Linked DNA regions of Sus scrofa: all the other regions are linked to region 3. Evidence: chromatin contacts called from public Hi-C data. All regions are on one chromosome and are shown on one strand. The core of a region is the stretch at or near the end of the contact, and the rest is flanking DNA. Distances in the headings are between cores, read along the strand shown. Region 1 holds the start of PRDX2 (peroxiredoxin 2). Region 2 holds the start of HOOK2 (protein Hook homolog 2). Region 3 holds the start of ASNA1 (ATPase ASNA1).

Evidence for each region. A called contact is a pair of places that touch in the nucleus more often than the background predicts.
Region 1: a contact with region 3 is called in a Hi-C map of liver, with 9 times the contacts expected there. The contact joins the promoter of PRDX2 here to the promoter of ASNA1 in region 3. A contact is called at or near these places in 1 of 5 promoter capture datasets (liver), 9 of 47 Hi-C or Micro-C datasets (embryonic fibroblasts, epiblast stem cells, heart right ventricle and 2 more) and 2 of 2 datasets of contacts at active chromatin or transcription factors (alveolar macrophages and skeletal muscle).
Region 2: a contact with region 3 is called in a Hi-C map of liver, with 7 times the contacts expected there. The contact joins the promoter of HOOK2 here to the promoter of ASNA1 in region 3. A contact is called at or near these places in 1 of 5 promoter capture datasets (liver), 10 of 47 Hi-C or Micro-C datasets (embryonic fibroblasts, epiblast stem cells, fibroblasts and 3 more) and 2 of 2 datasets of contacts at active chromatin or transcription factors (alveolar macrophages and skeletal muscle).

What each region holds. Positions count from the first base shown.
Region 1 is chr2:66,205,919-66,209,444 of Sscrofa11.1, forward strand. PRDX2 (peroxiredoxin 2) reads left to right here and starts at 1,911. Exons shown (of 6, transcript NM_001244474.1): 1 at 1,911-2,016; 2 at 2,506-2,617; 3 at 2,714-2,867; 4 at 3,427-3,526. The coding sequence starts at 2,515. It also overlaps a transcript of RNASEH2A not described here.
Region 2 is chr2:66,226,310-66,229,696 of Sscrofa11.1, forward strand. HOOK2 (protein Hook homolog 2) reads left to right here and starts at 1,253. Exons shown (of 21, transcript XR_002341620.1): 1 at 1,253-1,429; 2 at 1,812-1,853; 3 at 1,951-2,036; 4 at 2,106-2,178; 5 at 3,121-3,171; 6 at 3,261-3,387.
Region 3 is chr2:66,259,127-66,262,431 of Sscrofa11.1, forward strand. ASNA1 (ATPase ASNA1) reads right to left here and starts at 2,009. Exons shown (of 7, transcript XM_003123324.4): 1 at 1,659-2,009; 2 at 673-820. The coding sequence starts at 1,819. It overlaps C2H19orf43, which reads left to right and starts at 3,260. Exons shown (of 3, transcript XM_003123323.4): 1 at 3,260-3,305.

The DNA.
Region 1 (3,526 bases), core at 661-3,160, 53 kb before region 3:
ATTTTCCCCTCCCCGCCCCCACAACCTTTCTTCCTTTCTCATCGGACACCAGCGGGGCTCGCACCTCCTGACAGCTCTCCCTTCCCACACTGCGCTCAAACCGCAGGCTTAGTGCCTCAGTGTTCCATTCCAGGTGTCCGCCCCACCCCCACAGCCCTTCCTCTCTCCCCGCCCACCCTGGGGACTCGCGGCCTGGATTTGCTAGGTCGCGCCGGCCGCTGCTCTTCTGTGCCCGCTCCACACCTGGGCTCAGGGCCTCCAGTCGCAGTCTTTCGGCTCGCAGGATGAACAATCCCGTTGCCTGCAGGGCCGCACCTGCACTAGATTCTCGCTGTCCATGAACACCGGGCCGGGCGCTGTGCCCACCACCTCGCGGCTGCGCTCCTGCTTGCCCAGGTCGCAGAAACAGCGCCACTTTCCCCACGGACCAAGGACGGAGTCTTTCAAGTCTAAGGATGGAGGACCAGGTAGGGGGGGAACATATCCCCCCCTAGGAAGGGAGGAAGATAAAGACACTGACAAATAACAACAGTTCATGTTTGCTGGGCCGTTCTTCTGTGCCAGGTACCCTACCACAGATTATCCCCTTTAATCTTCCCACTAGTCCCAGATTGAGAAACTGAGACCTAGAGAGAACAAGCCAGCCTTCCAACACACATCTGAGGAGTGCCCCAGAGAGACTGCAAAATGACACTTTCCACCTGTGCCTGCCTGTTCAGATGGGAGTGTGGTACAATACCCTTGGTTTTCACCATCTGAAGGTGACTCCCATTTTCAGGGGCGTGACCTGAGCCTTTCTCCAGTGGACAGTGTCACATGACCAACAGGGTTTCCAGGTAGTAAATTAAATTACATGATTGGCATAATGAAGGTACTTAAAGCCCCTGGCGATGTGCTAGCATGGAATACAAAAACAATTATTATGGCCACTTTTAAAGCAGCCACGTCATTTATCAGATGCCCTTTACAACTGTTTATTGACTCCTCCCTACAGCCTTTCTTGACAGGTCTTAGCACAACTCATAATGTCTTGACACCTTATGCCCTCACCAAGACAGTACTGGCCTCTTTCCATTCCTTTGTCAGAACTTTTGGAGTTGGCAGTTGCTGATCGGACTCCCTGGCCCACTCTTCCCCCTAAATCTTCGATTTTTGGCTTTTGCTTGTCATTCTGGCTGCATTGGTTATCTTTATTCAGCCGGGCCTTTTCTGATTTCAGAAGTTTACCTGCGCCCTTCCTTCTCTATCTCTGCTCTTGCCAGCACTTACCTGTGAGTTTATGGTTATGTCTACTTCGGTATTTATTGCTTGCCCGCGTCCTCTCTCCCCATGTTAAGCTGCTTAAAGACAGTCTCAGTCTCAATTTACAGATAAGTAAACTGAACGTCAGAGTAACCAACCAACCCAAGGGGCGCCGCCAGTGCGCAAGTGGGCAGAGGTTGGAAGTCCCTGGAGGAGGGTCTATTTGCAGCCAGCTGGTGAAGTGGTGGGACAATGAGGCACTTTTCCGCACTGTCACATCCGCGGCCTGTGGTTACCTTTCTCCTGATGCTGCAGCTGCAGCTGCTCCCAGGTGTCCCCTTCGCCCTGCTCTCCGAAGTACTGGTAGTCGGGGGTGACCTGTGCAAAGGTCGCCAGCAGCAGGAGCATCAGAGGCGTCAGCAGTAGCGCCGCCCGGCTCCGGGCCATGCCGGACTCCAACCGACGCCGGCGCGCTCCAAAGAGGAGCCCCGCGCGGAGTCTGCGGCGCTGGCACCAGCCTCGAGGGCTAGCGCAGAGGTCGGGATCCGCGGCCGCGCGTCTCCCCCCGCCGCTTGCGGGCACGTGGACCCGGCCGGCTCCGTTTCCCCTCTCTTGCGCTTGCAGTGGACCCGACCGCTCGTCCGCCCACCCCTCCGCCCTGCGCGTCATGGTTCGGGCCGAGCATAAAAGGCTCCCCGTGCCTGGGCGCGCTTGGCCCCGAGAACGCAAGTACCTGAGTCTTCTCGTCGGTGCGTCCCGCCCTTGCCCACGCAGGTATGGACACTTGGAGTGCATTGGGCTGCAGGGAGAGCCCGGTTGGAGCAGCTCGGGCCCTATCCAGACCTGAGTTGGCCGCCTTTGTTTTCCGCCCGCAGTAGTGGCTGCCTTTGTCCTTTCGGGGAAAACCGAGGCCAGAGCTTGGAGTACAGGCCGCATCCCCAGGCTCACCGCCCCCAGCTCGCGGCGTCCCCTCTTGGGACCGTGGGTTTGCGCGCCAGCACTCGGGCATACGCGCTAACGGGAGGGTTGGGAGGGTCGGGCGGCCGCCGCGGGACGCTCTAGCTGTGTAAGGGGGCGGGTCTCCCACATTCTCCAGGCCAGTGCAGACCTGGTCTCAGAGAGGGTGCGGGGCATTGCTGCTGCTGCCGCCGCCGCCGCTCTGACTCAGTAACTGGGCCCGGTACGCAGCGTGACCTTGGGAAGCGGGGACAAAGGGTCTTCCCCAGCGTACTCACCCGGAGCGGGGGGCGGGGGGGGTCTCAGCTTTCAGTCATGGCCTCTGGCAACGCGCACATCGGAAAGCCCGCCCCGGAATTCCAGGCCACTGCCGTGGTGAATGGCGCCTTCAAGGAGGTGAAGCTTTCTGACTACAAAGGTGAGGGCGGGGTGGAGGTGGCCCTGACGGGGTGAGGGCACAATCATTAGAGTCACTGGGCCCTAACTCCTTGTCTGTTTCGACGCCATTCCCCAGGGAAGTACTTGGTCCTCTTTTTCTACCCGCTGGATTTCACCTTTGTGTGCCCCACGGAGATCATCGCTTTCAGCGATCGAGCTGAGGAGTTCCACCAGCTGGGCTGCGAGGTGCTGGGCGTCTCCGTTGACTCTCAGTTCACCCACCTGGCTTGGTAGGAGTGGGGACCAGCAAGGAGGGGAGGGTGCAGCTAAACCTACTATCTCTATAGGGTACAAGTTCTGTGTTCTCTTGGCAGACGTTCAGCCTCTGCGCCTCCCTTTCCTGTCTTGAAAATAATGGAGATAGTGATGCCCAAGTCCTTAAGGATGATGAAAGTCATTAGCATTTGTAAACTAGTTGCATGGCAGCCCAGTGAGTTGCAGATGCTTTATCTAACTCAGGGCCACATGGCCTCCCTCCCAAGAACTACTTCAACCAGGTGGAAACTCCAGTTTGAGAGAGTGAAGCGCTGGGCCCCAAGATGCTGGAGGTCACCAGCACATGTGAAGCCACTTTGCTGGAGTGTTAGCTTAGTCTTCCCAGCTGTGGGAAACAGCCCCTGCTCCCACTTCAGGGTGGGATGGGTGGGGCTCCCAGGGCCTTGCTCTAAAGCCCCTTATCTCTCACCTCCAGCACCCTTTCTCCAGTCCTTATCACACCCAGGCCCACAGGGTGAGGACCCTGCTGTGCCAGGCTTCCTGAGGTCCCAGCCCTATCTCCCCTTTCCCCAGGATCAACACCCCACGGAAGGAGGGAGGCTTGGGCCCCCTGAAAATCCCCCTGCTGGCTGATGTAACCAGAAACTTGTCCCTTGATTATGGTGTGCTGAAG
Region 2 (3,387 bases), core at 3-2,502, 34 kb before region 3:
CCAGGGGATGGAGGCTGAAAACAACTCGGGAAGGGGATGTTGTTAGTGTGTAGACGAGCCTCGAGCCTCCAAGGCCCCTGCCTGCGTGCGGTTGCGCTTCTGAGTGTGCAGTAATCCGATGTTTGGTGCTAAAGTGATGGTATTCCTGCGATGCAGCTGCGGGGGTTGGGGGGTGGGTGGGAGCTGTGGTCATCCTGCCCAACCCACTCGGGGCAGGCCTGCCGGAGCCAGACTCTGGGTTGGAGGGAGCAACTCCCCTCCCCTCAGACCTGACCCACCCCTAAATCAGAGCCCGCCCCCTCCCTCTGGGTACAACTAATAACCTCTAATTATCGCTCATTACCTCGCCCGCCTCGCGGGGGAGGGGCTGCCGGAGAACTTAGGCGTCAGAGGGCGCGGGCCGTGGCTTTACCCCTTCCCTGAAACCGGATCCAGTCAGAACCTCTGTTTCCTCGCCTGCGAACCGGGAATTAAAAGAGCACTTGCCACCTAGAGTCGTGGAGATTTCAACCATCTATATATTTAAATCGCTTAGCGCAGAGACTGCATAGTGTGTGCATTCCATAAATGGCAACTGCGATTTTATCGTAAACTAGTATTGTTTGTACTTTCCTGTGAGCCCCCTCCACTGCCCAGACCGGGTCTCAGAACAGGTCCATTCTTTTCCTCGTAGGCGGCGTTCCTGCGGTCTGGGCGCCCCCTGGTGGGCCGTGGCGAACAGGGTGGCCTGGTCGCGGTTTCTGAGACAGGAGGGTTCCCGCGCCGCGTCTGAGAGCATGCAGTGAAGGGCTCAGTGGAGGATGGGTCTAAGCTAGGCAAATATATCTCTCCATTACCCAGGACATGTGTCTGGCTGATCCATCCTTCCCTCCACTTGGGACTATCAAGTCACTTCCACCGGGAAGACCACCTTGGTGTCCCCCTCCAAGTGCTCCTCTCCCGCTCAAATAAAGGCTCAAATCATAATGTAGCTAGACAACAGGATTTCATTCAGCTGAGGGGCAGGGACGAAAATGCGCCTGTATATAACAAGGTGGAGCAGCTCCTCCCGGATGAAGAGGAAAAATGGTGAGGTCTCCGCTACCCACAAAAGAGAATGGGGAGGAGGGGCGACGGGGCCACCGTAGGGATGCGCAAGGCTGGCCCAGACTGACCCCTAGCGGCAGGGCTGGCCTCCAACTGCTTCCCGGATCCAAGATGGCGGGACTGAAGGCCTGAAAGGGCGCCGGGAGATCACGTGTATAGGGCGGGGCTTGCGCCTAGGGGGCGGGGCGGCGCTCTGGGCCGAGCGGGAGGTCGGGGCTGCGAGCGCTAGCTGGTGGCGGATCTGGACGCGGCTGCCGTGGCAGGGCTCCGCGGCCGGGGTCGAATCCGATCAGGAGTCATGAGCGTGGATAAGGCCGAGCTATGCGGGTCTCTGCTCACCTGGGTAGGTTGGGGGAGGTGCCAGGGACAGGTGTACGCCCGCTCTGCTCGCCCGGGAGCCCAGACCTTGGCTCTATTCGCCCTTCCATACTGGGACTGGGAGGAGGAAGGGGTCGTCGGCCGGCCAGACCGTTGGACTCTGGCCTGAGCACCCGCCTTGTCACGTAGCAGGTTTGCGTGGAAAGAACAGGTGAGGCCCCGCCCCTTCGTGACTGGGTCATGTGGGGTGAGGGCACAGGTGAGCTGGCCTGGTCATGTGGTGCCTGTGGGAACCAGGTGACTCGTGGTTCTGCCCTGGCCTGGTCGGCGGGATTTGTTGGGCAGAGGTACAGGGAGGCCACGCCCCCTCCGGTTCCTCCAGGTGAGCAGAGACCACTCCCCCACAGAGCTGCTTGCTGGAGCAAAAGGCCAACCCCCTGCCCAACCCTGTGAGTTTCCTACGGACTGAAAAGTTTGCAAAAAGGGTGTGGTTCCGTGGTCCCAGGCCCTGATTTTACCTGTTGCGCTTTCCTCTCCCCCACCCAGTTGCAGATGTTCCACGTCCCGCCCCCCTGTACCAGCCCCCAGGACCTGAGCAGTGGCCTTGCAGTAGCCCATGTGCTGAACCAGATGTGAGTGGGGCTGAGGGGGAGGGTCCCAAAAGGGACCCCCAGCAGCTCATCCCACATTCTCGCCCCCAGAGACCCTTCCTGGTTCAACGAGGCATGGCTCCAGGGCATCTCAGACGACCCAAGTCCCAACTGCAGGCTGAAGGTGACAGGTGGACTTATGAATGGGGGACAGACTGGTGAAGAGATGACCAGGGAAGGGTCAGTTAGACAAGTCCTTGGTGACGGACAGACAGACCTGGACAGGAAGAGGGAGAGATGTATGGTGGTGATTAGCCAACTATGATTCTGTTCCTTTATTCTTATATTAAGTAGGCCTGAGTGTGCAGCAAGAAATGACACAGGTACAAACCTGCATACACAAACATTAACATTGACTTCTGGTGGTAATCAATTTTATGTCAATAACAAAAACTGGGCCGAGAGAGAGCACCTGGGAGTGGGTGGGATCAGATGGGCTGATTTCCATGTGAGATTTGGAGGAATGATATTTCAGACACAGCAAACAGCAACGGCAAAGGCCCTGAGTTGCAAATAAGCTTGGTGTGGTCAAGGAATGGAAGGGAGGTCAGAACAGAAAGCAAGGGGGGCAGGAATGGTAGATGAGGTCATCAGGGGCCTGGAAGTCTTAGGCAGGGAGGTAGATTCTATTTTTAAGTGTATGTAAAGTCAGGGAAGAATTTTAGTAGCAGAAAGACATAAACCTGGCTTGGGCTTCAAAAAGCTCCCCCTGGCTGCTTGTAGAGGAATAGAGGGTAGGCAGCAAGAGCGGAAGCTGAGTCGGGGCTGGTGCAGTAATCCGGGTGAGAGGGGATGGTGGCCAGGGTCAAAGGGTGGTGGGGCAGATGGTGAGAAGTGATTGAATTCAGGAGACATGGGAACATGGATAAGAAGGGTAGGCCGCCAGACAGGTCACTCCTCAGAGAGGGGACATTCAGAGAATGGGGCCAAACAGAGTGAGAAGTCCAGGGATTAGGAGGTGAGACACAGAAAAAAAGGATGGGGTAGACAGATTCTGGGTGGGGGGCTGCCTGGCCCCGGCTGGGGGACTTTGGGACCCTGGACACAACTCCTTGCCCCTCCCCAGGTCACCAATCTGAAGACAATCTTACAGAGCCTGGTGGAGTACTCCCAGGATGTGAGTAACTATAAAGGGACTTAGGGGGTTGGGCTGGGAGGAGGGGAGATCCATGAGCCCCTGATACCCCTTCCTCCCCCGATCCTCAGGTCCTGGGGCATCCCATTTTGGAGCAGCACCTTCCAGATGTGAGCCTCATTGGCGAGTTCTCAGACCCAGAAGAGCTTGGCAAGCTGCTTCAGCTGGTTCTGGGCTGTGCCATCAGTTGCGAGAAAA
Region 3 (3,305 bases), core at 759-3,258:
TTCATAACTTGCTGAGACACAATGGGTATTCTGTTTCCATTCTTTTTTTTTTTTTTTTTTTTGTCTTTTTGTCTTTTTAGGGCCACACCCGCAGCATATTGCGGTTCCCAGGCTAGGGGTCTAATCAGAGCTACAGCTGCTGGCCTATGCCAGAGCCACAGCAATGCCAGATCTGAGCCACATCTGTGACCTACATCACAGTTCACAGCAACACCAAATCCTTAACCCACTGAGCGAGGCCAGGGATCAAACTTACATCTTCATGGATACTAGTTGGATTCTTAATCTGCAATGGGAACTCCCTACAAGGAACTTTTTGAAAAACTAATTTGGCATTGACATTACTCTGCTTAAAACAAAGAGCTTCCCATTAAACTTGGAATCAAAGCTGACCTGTTTCCAGGGGCCTACAAGGTCCATGTAGCCCTCACTGATGTCTCTCTCCTGACTCCTTACTCATTAAGCTCCAGTCACTCTGGTCTCCCTTTGCACCAGAAGCATTCCTCAGTCATTCCCCTATGGGTATGTTGAGGGGGTGAAAGTGGAGAGACAGAGGATGGAGAATGGGTGGACATGGTAACTGCTGATGGATGTTGTTCACAAGGGAAAAGCCTGAAGGTGCCTTTGCCAGAGTTGGGACAGAGCGTTAGGACTGAATCCTGGTACACTTACCATGGCGAAGAGGTTGTCATAGCCTTTGACCTTGGTAGGCACCTTGGAGAACTTCTGGTCAAATGCATCAGAGATGTTGTGGGCTGGGTCTGTAGAGATGATCAGAACACTCTCCCGCCCTTTGGAGAGCTGGACTGCTAGGCTGCAGCTGGGCAAGGGAAAGGCCAAAAGGTATGGATTGAAGAATCAGCCTCTGCTTTCCCTAGGTCTGCAAGAGGACATGAAGGGGCCCAGGAGCAGGGGACCTGGATCAGCAAGGACCTTGAGAGGAGAGTATGGATAACTGTGGGAGCAAGCCTCAATCCTTGTAGAGGGACCTTCTCAGACATCTCTCACAGACCCCTCTAGCTGGTTAGAGTAGCAAGGTTCTAATGAATGTCGGTCTGGCCTGATGCTTACTTCTTTACTAGCAAAGTGGCATGTCCAGCTGTCTAGCCAGTATAGCTCGACTCTCTGCCCCTTTCGACAACGCTAAGCTAAGGGATCCTTCGCGTCTTCGGCTAAACTCTATGGTTCAACTCACTTTTCCCAGGTACTCTATCCGAGGGACCCCTCTCCCTCCTCCCAGATGACTGGGATAGCCTGATCATATGCCCTCTCCCAGCCTTCCACCTCCACTCCCACGTTGGCATATAATGGCAAGGTTCACCAGACTAGTGGGTTCACCTGGTGCCCCTCGCCCTACCCTGAGGTCAATCTGGTACAGTCCAGCTGACTGAGACATCTAAGTGCGCTCCGGGCCCCCAGTGCGCTGGATCAAATGTGGTTCAGCCCTTGAACTCCAGCAGATTGTACGATTCAGAAGATGCGGACCTACATTCAGGAGGTATCTTCCACTTACTCCACGTAATTTCCGGAGAGTACAACCCTGAAGACCCCGGGCCAGCCTTCTAGCCATGTTGGTTGTGGAAGACCGGCCCATAGCCTCCCCTTTAACCGGTGGTACATCCCACCCGTTTTCTCGGCCCCCGCCGCAGCCTCCTTACCTGCAGGTGGTCTTGCCAACGCCACCCTTGCCCCCAACGAAGATCCACTTAAGGCTACGCTGCTCGATGATGTTGCTAAGCGTGGGCTCCAGCGGCTCCACATCAGGGGCATCCTCGAACTCCTCTGCCTCAACCCCCCACCCGGCCACCCCTGCCGCCATCTTGGACCCGGCTCACGTGATCAAGCGGAGCGAACTATGCAAAGCACCTACAGGGGAAATTTCCTATCATATCCCGTCACGGCTAGAAGCGTGAATTAATTTTCTCATGATCTGACTTTTAGGTGATAATAGAAGCTATATTTCCATATTATCCCCTTCCAAGGTTCACCTTGTCAACCTCTTGTCTATATTTTTTCAAAGACTCCCCCTGCCTAATTAACATATTGGTACCTTCCAGGTCACTCCCCTTCACTGATTGGGCCCTACGTCTTGCCACACTCCTTCCATTGGCTTCATCTTTTCTTATTTTCACCAATCACTCTCACGTCCCTGTAGCGGCCGACCTCCCCTTAGCAACCAGCCAAACACACGGTCCATGCCCTTTCCAAGAAGTTTGATCCGAGGTCCATTCCTACCTGACTCCATAGGCTCAACTTCATGTCGATCATTTCCCCCTATTTTCCAAATCTGGTCCCAACACCGCCTCAGGTCTGTCTCTTCTGTTACCTAACTGGCAACTGGCTGGGAGCCATTGAGCTCCTGACGCGAACCAATCATAGACGAACCGATTAGCTATCTTGAGATAGGTCCTCGGGGTGCCAGTGGTTAGAGGCAGAACAACTCCAGTTATGGGCGAAAGCCACAGATCCTTGTCCATTGAGCCCTGAGCCCCACGCAGGGCAGGGCCAACATTTGCAACCTCGCTCTTTGTCGTAGAAGGGGTCTGTTCTCGAAAACCTCCTTCCACTTTGCTCCCTATTCGAGGGGAGTCTGCAGTTCAGCCAATTATCTTTTTGAACCTCTGCCCCAGGAATACATGCTCGGTTCCAGGCCGTTGGAGGACACTCTACCTTAGATAGGGACTGCAGTCTAGAAATATCCGCGGCTTCACCTAAGTACTCTAGCGCATACAATAATACCCTGACTTTCAGATGAGGACCCCAGTTCCTTCGAGCAAGCGGTGTCTCTATTCCCAAATGAAAGCTCCATTTCAGAAGACAGGTACCCAACCCAGAGACGCCTCCATTTCTATTCTGGGGGCCCAGACTAGATGTACCCCCGAGATCTAGTTAGGGACCCAGGTTCCGAAGATTCAGCTGAACACACAGCCTCAGATGAAGTCCTTCCCCACGTTGAGATTTTCTCTGGTGCCAGAAAAGCGAATATGCCCCCAAGTCCCAGGCGGGAACCTCACTCCGAGAGCCAGCTATCGCCGTAGGCTTAGACGATAGCCTTATTTCGGGGGAGACCATGTCTGCGTAACGCTCGCGGAAGTTTAGTTGGGTTACTATAATCCGCTAGGCAGGGCGATGTATCTGTCTGCTGGTGCGCGGCTTCAAGCTTTACTCCTCTTTCGCCCCGCCCCGCGTGCCCCGCCCCCACTGCGGACGCTAGAGGACTAGACGGGTCTTCCCAGCATGCATTGCTCGGGACGAGGCAAGTCGGGCGCCAAGCGCGGGGTCGGAGCGGCCTTCCCGGAGTCCTT